Regions from separate parts of the Sus scrofa genome. Here region 2 is linked to region 1. A link is a contact called in public HiChIP or PLAC-seq data. All regions are on one chromosome and are shown on one strand. The core of a region is the stretch at or near the end of the contact, and the rest is flanking DNA. Distances in the headings are between cores, read along the strand shown. Region 1 overlaps KSR1 (kinase suppressor of Ras 1). Region 2 holds the start of KSR1 (kinase suppressor of Ras 1).

The links. HiChIP or PLAC-seq counts read pairs in DNA pulled down with a chosen protein or histone mark.
Region 2: a contact with region 1 is called in an H3K27ac HiChIP or PLAC-seq map of skeletal muscle, with 6 times the contacts expected there. The contact joins the promoter of KSR1 here to the enhancer-like site in region 1. A contact is called at or near these places in 1 of 5 promoter capture datasets (liver), 26 of 47 Hi-C or Micro-C datasets (blood, brain, embryonic fibroblasts and 12 more) and 2 of 2 datasets of contacts at active chromatin or transcription factors (alveolar macrophages and skeletal muscle).

The regions. Positions count from the first base shown.
Region 1 is chr12:44,115,839-44,121,012 of Sscrofa11.1, forward strand. KSR1 (kinase suppressor of Ras 1) reads left to right here. Exons shown (of 19, transcript XM_021067472.1): 13 at 1-90; 14 at 3,652-3,748. Among named protein-coding and RNA genes, the nearest start is that of LGALS9, 37 kb to the right of the region's middle. Within about 2 kb of position 3,358, at least 24 of the 83 cell types and tissues checked have an H3K27ac peak or open chromatin away from gene starts, as enhancers often do. A contact at or near this core is called in fetal skeletal muscle, liver, omental adipose tissue and 3 more, where this site is marked.
Region 2 is chr12:43,925,285-43,929,900 of Sscrofa11.1, forward strand. It overlaps KSR1 (kinase suppressor of Ras 1), which reads left to right and starts at 1,938. Exons shown (of 19, transcript XM_021067472.1): 1 at 1,938-2,642.

The DNA.
Region 1 (5,174 bases), core at 2,108-4,607:
GGTGATGAATTACCGGCAGACGCGGCACGAGAACGTGGTGCTTTTCATGGGGGCCTGCATGAACCCGCCTCACCTGGCCATCATCACCAGGTAACCCCCCCACCCCCCCTCGCCACCTCCCCCCTCCCCCCGCCACCTCCCCCCTCCCCTTCCTTGGGGGCCTGTTATCTGTGCCGACACCCTGGAGGGCACTGGCGTTTCAATGTAGCGAGGTACACAGAAGAAAACCAAAAATGGGGCATCATTTCCCCATCGTATAACCTGTTTATGTTTAATTAATTCATTACTTAAATGAAACCTAAGGATAGAGAAAAGGAGTTCCCGTTGCGTTGTGGTGCAGTGGGATTTGGCGGTGTCTCTGCAGCGCCGAGACTCAGGTTTGATCCCCCACCCGGCACAGTGGGTTAAAGAATCCGGCTGTTGCCACAGCTGCATGGGTCGCTACAGCGGCTGGGATCTGATCCTTGACCCGGGAACTCCGTAGGCTGTGGGGTGGCCAAAAAAAGGAAAAAGGATAAAGAAACCTCAAATGTTCTGGAAAAGTGCAAAGTGAAAACCAGTCTCCTCCCACCTCAACTGGGTGCTTCTCCCCAAAGGTGGGTACTGTACACGGTTCCTTATCCTTCCTTCCACTAAAATAAAGAGGTTTGGGTGTTTCTGTCGTGGCGTAGTTCAAACAAACCCAACTAGTATCCATGAGGATGTGGGTCAGATCCCTGGCCTCTCGCAGTGGATCAGGGATCCAATGTTGCCATGAGCTGAGGTGTAGGTCGCAGACAAGGCTCGGACCCTGAGCTGTGGCTGTGGTGTAGGCTGGGGGTACAGCTCTGATTCGACCCCTAGCCTGGGAACCTCCATATGCTACAGGTGTGGCCCTCAAAAAGCAAAAATAATAAATGAATAAATAAAATAAAGGAGTTTGTAGATACTCATGTTTTTAAACCATCCTTCTATTTGTATTCGGAATGAGTTTATGTGTTTGTAAAAATACACACCCAAAGCCTGCTGGTTAGCTTGCTCTCCTCGTGTGAGCGCAGGTCTGAGGTCTCATCGTCTGTCCTCAGCGCCCACTTTGTCAAGCTCATTCCCAGTGTGACAGTGAATTCGGCTTCAGTGGCAGGGTGGTGGACCCCACAGGGTCCCTGTGGCTTCCAAGGAGTGAGAGCCCCTGGACCGCCAGCCCCAGCAAGAGCACAGGAGGAAGAGAGAGGCCCTCCTTGGCCAGGGAGCCCCTGCCCCAGCCTGATCCCCTGACACTCGGAGAATCTCCTGACCTCCAGTTTCCAGCCCAGAGCCCCTGAAGAAGGGGAGGAGCTTAGGGAGCCCTGCCTTCTCATGTACCATCAATCAAGTACGCTGTACCCAGCACCCCCCAAAGTAACTGCGTAGTGTTCCCATCATGCAGTTGAACCCCCCGATGTGCTGGAAAAGCTTAACAAGCAGCTCTCGGGTGGAGGGGAGGAAGCCCTTGTTCGTGGCATCTGTCCATCACTGCGGTAGATTTCAAGTTACCAATGTGGTGTCACTGAAAGTGGCATGGAATTGAGTGAAGTCCCGCAGCCGGGCCCTGATTCTCTCTGGGTTCCGATCACTGGTCCTCCCTTAGATTATTTGGTGCCGGACACTTTGTCATCATTGAACATCTGTTTCCGTATCTTGGTGGACTTTGGAGACTGCGTTTGGGGGGCTACATCGGAGTGTGTGTGTGTCCTGTCCGGAGGTTCCTTGTCCGTTTCTAGTCCGGAGAGTGCTCGCCCCTTTCCTCTCCCACCCCCAGTGAATGAGCGTCCGTTCTCCCTGAGCACCAGGAAGGTGACAAACTGAAACCTTTTGCCCGTGGCATTGAGACCGTTGTTGTCGGGTATTCCCTCCTAAGGTCAGGTAAAGCATTACGAGGTTAGTGAAGAATTTTTGGAATAGATGTGGAGGAGTCAAGAAAAAAACCTAAAAGTCGCTTTAATCCCGTCAGCCAAGAGAACCCTCATTAATATTCTGATGATATCCCTTATAGCTGGACCCCGTGCTTTGAAAGAAGCGTTTTCGCCTCAAACGATATTTATTTACTAGGTAAAAAATAATTTCCAGGGGGTTCCTATTGTGGCACAGCTGGTTAAGAACCACCTGACTAGAATTCATGAGGATGCAGGTTCCATCCCTGACCTCGCTTAGAGGGTTAAGGATCTGTTGTTGCCGCGAGCTGTGGTGTAGGTTGTAGACGTGGCTTGGATCTGGCGTGGCTGTGGCTGTGGTGTAGGCCAGTAGCTACAGCTCTGATTCAATCCCTAGCCTGGGAACTTCCATGTGCCACGGGTGCAGCCCTAAAAAAAAAAAAAAAACAATAATACTTTCTATCTTGCTTGTCTATCAGAGGCATAAGCCACCACCCACCAGCATGAGGTCACCAGGCCATCCACCACACCAAGGGGACAAAATTCCAGCCCAAAGCAGGAGTCTTGCTGTGGTGACACAGCTCAGCACCCCAGGGCCCAGCCTCAGCCTTGTCCACCCTCGGTCTCTCCATCTCCCTCTCATCCACTCAGTCCCAGGAGAGACCTGAGTCTACAGAAAGGGAATACGTATGACACGAGAATCAAAGCATATTAACTGAAAGTTCACATGTTTTCAAATATGCTGAGGCGACTGGAACCCAGATAAGGAACCACCAGCCAATATTCCAGACCCTGAGGGTCCAAGAATCTTATCTCCTTGGAGACGGTCCCTAAAAACTAGCCCTTTCCTCAGGTGGTTTAAGTCGGTTTCTCCCCGGAACAGGAATGAGGCAGCATTTTTTTTTTTTTTTTTTTTTTTTTTTTTTGTCTTTTGTCCTTATAGGACCGCACCCATGGCATATGGAGGATCCCAGGCTAGGGGTCAAATTGGAGTTGTAGCCACTGGCCTGCACCACAGCCACAGCAACACCAGATCTGAGCCGCGTCTGTGACCTACACCATAGCTCACAGCAACACTGGATCCTTAACCCACGGAGCGAGACCAGGGATTGAACCCACAACCTCATGGTTCCTAGTCAGATTCGTTTCCCCTGAGCCACGACAGGAACTCCGAGGCAGCATATTCTTTCTAGGTGCTTCCTCACCCTGGGTTTGAGGAGTCAGTGCAGGTGGAAACCCCAGAACATGAGCCCCTAACCTCATAATTGCTCTGATGCCCCAGACGGCCAGCCCCTCCCCCCTGCACACTCTGTACTGTAATAAAATCCTTGTGATCAGAAAACCACAGGAGCACGAGAATCAATACGGTGAGTCCCGGGGCCCAGGGCTGCCTGGGTATCGCCTGCAGAGGCCAGGTTCTTCCTCACCTGAGTCTGAGTGGGCGTGGTCCTGCCTCAGCAGCCCCCACCCCGAGGGGGGGCTGCTCTGAATTGCCAGGAGGATTGGTGAACTGAGCTTTCTGTTCTGGGGCGGGTAGCCCTGGGCCTCGGGGAACACGTGTCCTTGCCTGTCATGGCCAGGCCCCAGCAGGAACAGGTGCCAGGCTGGTGGAGAACGAGTGTTCTGGCGCCCACAGTCCAGGGGGTGGAGAGCGCTCCCGAGGAGGTGGGCACGGCCCTGCCCCTGCCCCTACCAGGCTCCACAGGGGCTGGAGCGGGCTGCACGGGCCCCTGCCCTCTGGCTGACGCGCCCCTCCTCACAGCTTCTGCAAGGGACGGACGTTGCACTCGTTTGTGAGGGACCCCAAGACGTCGCTGGACATCAACAAGACCAGACAGATCGCCCAGGAGATCATCAAGGTAAAGGGGTGGCTGGCTGGTCCCACAGCTCCCGGCCGTCCCCTGATTTGAGTGCCTGTGTCAGGGTGGTGGCAACGAGAGGGACCTCAAGGGGGGGGAACCCCACCTCCTTCCCTCTGTCCGTGTCTCATCCGATGGGTGCTGGACACCCTGGAGAAACGCAATAGATGGCCTGAGTTTGAATCTTGGTCATGCCAGCTGGGTGACTTTGGGCAAGTTGGTTAGCCTCTCTGAACCTTGGCTTCCTCCCCTGCAAGATGGGGGTGCTGGCGTCACCTCCCTCGTTGGACTGGTGCAAAAGTAAAATAGAATAATCCAGAGGGAGCACTAGGCCTTGGCCTGGTGCTTGATGAGAGTCAGTTAGAATTGATTAAGGTTTGGGGCAGAGGTTCTGCCTTAAATTTTCCAAATCCGAGCTTCATGAGATCAGGCCCTCAGGCTTAGCTCAAGCAGCAGCTTTTTTTTTTTTTTTTTTTTGCTTCCATCTCATTTGTTCCTTTATTTAGCAACAGACAGGCCCAGAGAAAAACTAGATTGATGCTGGCTAGGGCTTCCTCTTTCTTGGTTCTTCTTGTAGTTCGTGGTTCTCTTACCAGCTCCTACCAGGTTTTGGTCCCTTTCCTGCCTTCAGTCTTGCCTTCTTTTCTTTTTCTCTCCATCCCCGTTCCATCCCTTTTGTGTGTCTCTCTAGAAAGGAAAAGACAAATATCTCCATAACTTAGGAATACCCAGATTCCCACGTGACATTCCTGTGTGGCTAAACTAATGCATTCAACTAATGCATTCAGCCCTCAAACCGGAATATGGCACTTGCAGCCAGGCCTCAGTGCAGAGAAGCTGGGGGGAGCCGCAGTGTCAAAGCTATTTCGTGATGCTCCCAAACCTGCCAAGCCCTTTCCCCACCTCTTCCCTCCTCCCCCAAACAATTTTCTCTCCCCCAGGGCCCTGGAGGAGTCTGTCTGGCTCCTGAGAGGGGATATGCTAGGCTGAGTCAGGCTGAAGGAACCATCTGGAAGATTCCAGGGCAGAAGAGAAAAGTCACTCCAAGCTTTTGGCGCTATGGAGCCGGAAGCCGCCTCTCTGCTGGCTTATTTGACTTTCCCCCACCCTTCTTCTGGGAACTTCGAAGCTACTTCCTTTTGTAGTCATCTCTGATATTTTAAGTCTCAAAATACAATAACATGGGACTGACCTCTGGCTAGAGGATCTGGGGGCCACTCTGGAGACTTTGTGAAATTATGGGGAGGAAGGAGAGATTGTGTTCCAGATTCAGGCACTCTTTTTTTTTTTTTCCCCTCCTTTTTGGCCGCACCCAGGGCATGCAGAAATTCCAGAGCCAGGGATTGAACCTGCACCATAGCAGTGACCCCAGCCACAGCAGTGGCAACACTGGATCCTTAACCCCCTGCACCACCAGGAAACTCCC
Region 2 (4,616 bases), core at 688-3,187, 190 kb before region 1:
AATTCCAATTTTAATTATGGTGAAATACACATGACCTAAAATTTATCGTCATAGCCATTTTTAAGTGTACAGTTCAGTGGCTCTAAGTACACTCACCCTGCTGTGCAACTGTCACTACCATCCGTCCCCAGAATGCTTCAACTTGAAAAACTGAAACTACCCATTAGACAGTAACTCCCCAACCTCCCCTTCCCCACTCTGCCCCTGGCAATTCTTTTGCCTCTAAAATTTGACTGCCTCGGTACCTCCTATGAGTGGAAACTTATCATTTTTGTCCTTTGGTGACTGGCTTATTTCACTTAGCTTCATGTCTTCAAGGTTCGTCTATGTTGTATTATGTGTCAGAATTTCCTTCCTTTTTTTTGGGGGGGGGCAGCACCCTAAGCATGTGAAAGTTCCCAGGCCAGGGATCAAATCCAAACTGCAGCTGTGACCTATGCCACAGCTGCTGCAAGGCTGGATCCGCCACAGTGGGAACTGCAGAATTTCCTTCCTTTTTAAGTCTAAATAATATTCCATTGTATTTATACTCCACATTTTGTTATCCTTTCAGTCAATCGATACTTGGATTTCTTCTGCCTTTTAGCTGCTGTGAATAAAGCTGCTATGAACATGGGAGTACAAATATCTCTTCAAGTATCTGCTTTCAATTCTTTCTGGTATATATGCAGAAATAGAATCACTGGATCATATTCCTCATTTTGAGCAACCACCATATACTGTTTTTGACAGCAGCCACACCATTTTGCGTCCCCGCCAACAGTGCACAAGTGTTCCAGTTTCTCCACATCCTTTTCAACACTTCAGATGACTTGGTGTTCCATAATAGCTATCCTAATGGGTGAAGTGGTATCTCATTGCGGTTTTGATTTGCATTTCTTTAAAGATTAGCGATATCGGGTATGTTTTCTTGGGCTTATGGGCCATTCCTGGATCTTCTTTGGAGAAATGTCTATTCAAATCCTTTGCCCGTTTAAAAATCCTGTGGCGTGTTTTTTGGTTGTTGGTTCATAGGAGTTCTTTATATATTCTGGATAGCGACCCCTTATCGTGTAGAGTTTGCAAGTATTTTCTCCTGACCTGTGGGCGGCCTCTTCACTCTGTTATTTGTGCCCTTTGATGTACATCATGGAGGAGATTTTTAAGTGTTGGTAGAAGTCAGCCAGTTTGGGCAGCAGTGAAATGAGGGGAAGGTATTTCCATCAAAGGAAACAGCCAGTGTAAACACACAGAAGAAAGAAATAGCAAAGAGCAAGTAGTTGAGTCTTGCTAGAGCATGTGTGCAGGAGGTAGGAAGTGGAGAGAGGTGAGGCTGGACACACAGAACAATAGGCCAGCTAAGTGGCTTGGGTCGTGGTCCCAGGACTCCTGCCTCAGCATCAGCTACTAGGAGTTTGTTAAAAATGCACTGCTGTTGCCCCAGCCCTGACCTACTCTGGTGGGGGGCCTGGAGATCTGGGTTTTAACCAGCCCATGGGATTATTCTGATCTTCCGTCAAGTTTGAGCACTATTCCAGGGACAATGGGGAGCCACTAGGGGGCCGGGCTAGGCCGATGGAAAGATGACCTGCCGGTTCTTCAGGTTGGGGCGCCCCCATATGGCTTTACCCCATCGTCCTCCAGCCACCCCACCCGGCTGCCTCCAACTGCCCTCCCGCCCCCAGCTATCCCCCCCGGAGTGTGAGGCTTTCTGCTGGGTTGGGGTCAGGGGTCACGGAGGGGGCCCGCGCTGCTGCAGCCAGGCCCACATTCCTCTCACTTCCCGCCATTGTCCCGGGTTCCTGTGGCCGCGACTCCTCACTGGCCCGGCCGCCCTAAGGCCCCCGGGGGGTGATGACTCATTTCCTTTCTCCCGAGTGACATAATCCAGTGCCCAGCTCAGCAGACCTGGATCTCGGGCCGCTGGGAGCTTCCCGGCCGGCAGGGGGCGGCCGAGCCCGCCTTCCCCGGACGCGCGAGCAGAGCCGGAGCCCGCTTCCCTGGCCGCCCTCCACCCCCACCCCCGGGACCCCCTTCCCTGGCTGATGAGGAGCAGGGGAAGCAGAACAAGACCTCTGACCTTGCTCTTGCCTACCCTCTGCCCGAAATCAGACCCCGAACGGTCACAGATGGGGAAATCCGGACCTGGGAGAGGGGTGTGTTTTGACAAGGCAGAGCAGCCCATCCTGAGAGGCGCGGGACTGGAACTCAGCACTCTGGGCCCCCCAGGCCCGTGATTTTCCCTGCAGACACGCAGGTATTAATTTTTCCCTCCTCGCTGCCAACCTGCTCCCCCGTGATGTTTCCAGTACAAGGTTTGCAGACAATAATATTTCCCAGATTCGGATCATTTCTGGGCCCTGAAACAGTGTCACCCCCTGGAAGCTACAGAAGCTGAGGGCTCCACTTGCTTCCCAGGTGGAGCCTGAAGTTACTGGGTGGTGACCCAGCCCCAGCGTGGACTGAGCACCCAGCTGACTGGCTTTGCAAGGAGGTGTCCCTCTGCGCCCAGTGCCGGCCCCTCTGGATGGGTGCCTCTCTCCTCTGCTTTCCCTCCAGGCTCCCAGGAGGCAGGGAGACTCATTCCAGTAAAATACCTCCCCTTCCCCCCACGGCTGACGTGGCGAAAGGACGCAGGAAATGATGGTCATTATTATTACCAGGTAAGGTACCTTATCTTGTTGCCTCAATTTCCTCACCTGTAAACTGGGTGTATAATAACGTACAGAGTTATTGTGAGGATTAAATGAGTTCGGACTCAGAAGATGCTTATAGCAGAGCTTGGCGTCTGATAAGCACTAGAGACTCTTCCAGAATTTGGGCTCCATGAAGGCAGAGATTCTGTCTGTTGTCTTTCTTTGGGCACTGCTGTATCTCTAACATCTAGAAAACTGTCTGGTGAAAACTAGGAACCCAGGAAATACTTGTTGAATGAATTGAATGAATGAATGAATGAGTGAATTTTAGCCATTACTATTGCCTAGGCTGATTTTACTCTAGGATCTAGGCCTGTCAGAGCAGGCCTGAAGGATTAAAGGGGAAGATTTTTTTCTTTTTTGTAATTTATTTTATTGAGATATAGTTTATTTACGATGCTGTATTCATTTTTGCTGTACAGCAAAGTGATCGAGTTATATGTGTATATATTCTTTTTCACGTTCTTTTCCATTATGGTTTATCACAGGATATTCAGTGTAGTTCTCTGTGCTGTGTAGTAGGGCGTTGTCATTTATCCATTCTATATATAATAGTTCGCATCTGCTAGTCCCAACTTCCCAATTTCCCCCTCTCTACCCCTCCTTCCCCTCGGCAACCACAAATCTGTTCTCTATGTCTGTGAGTCTGTTTCTGTTTCGTGGATAAGTTCATTTGTGTCATTTTTGTGTGTGTATCATATTTTAGATTCTGTAGGGATTCCGGTTGTGGCATAATGGGTTAAGGATCTGGTATAGGTGTGATATAGGTCACAGCTGTGACTCTGATTCCATCTCTAGCCGAGGAATCCCATATACTGTGGGTACAATGGAAAAAAAAGATTCCAATATAATCGATATCGTATGGCATTTGTCTTTTTCTGACTTAGTACGAGACTCTCGAGGTCCATCCACGTTGCTGCAAATAGCATTATTTCATTCTTTTTAATGGCTGGTAGTATTCCATTGTATATACACACCACATCGTCATATCTCTTCCTCTGTTGATGGACATTTAGGTTGTTTCCATATCTTGGCTGCTGTAAACGATGCTGCTGTGTACATAGGGGTGCATGAATCTTTTTGAATTATAGTTTTATCTGGATATATGTCCAGGAGTAGGATGCTGGATCATATGGTGACGCTATTTTTAGTTTTTTAAGGAATCTTCATACTGTTTTCTGTAGTAGCTGCACCAGTTGTCATTCTGGAGGGGAATATTCGTGAGGGTCTCTTTGCACTAGGGCTTCTTGGGAAGAAGTCGTCCTAAGAAAAGACTTTTGAAGAACCTAAGTTCAAGGGTAGGGCAAGGGGAAAAGGTGATATGGGGGATTGGAATCCCAGGAGTGGACAATTTCATGAATGTACCAGAAGGCGCATCAGCACAGTTAATCTATGGTGGCTTTATGACAGTGTGGTGGCTTCATATCTCCCATGGACATTGAAGATTTGGTTTTTTGAAAAGTCAGCATTTTTATTTTTTTATTTTTTTTGTCTTTTGTCTTTTTGCCTTTTGTTGTTGTTGTTGTTGTTGCTATTTCTTGGGCCGCTCCCGCGGCATATGGAGGTTCCCAGGCTAGGGGTCGAATCAAGCTGTAGCCACCGGCCTACGCCAGAGCCACAGCAACGCAGGATCCGAGCCGCGTCTGCAACCTACACCACAGCTCACGGCAACGCCGGATCGTTAACCCACTGAGCAAGGGCAGGGATCGAACCCGCAACCTCATGGTTCCTAGTCGGATTCGTTAACCACTGCGCCACGACGGGAACTCCAAAAGTCAGCATTTTTAAAGTGGGTGGTTGAGTTTTGGGAAGCATGCCTCCAAGACGGAGCACCTGTGACACACCTGCAGGGCAGTCCTGGAAGGTCTGGCAAGAGCTGCTGGGAACAGAGCCAGAGAAAGCCAATTCCTGTTATGTGTGGCCCTGTTTCTGTCAAGGGAC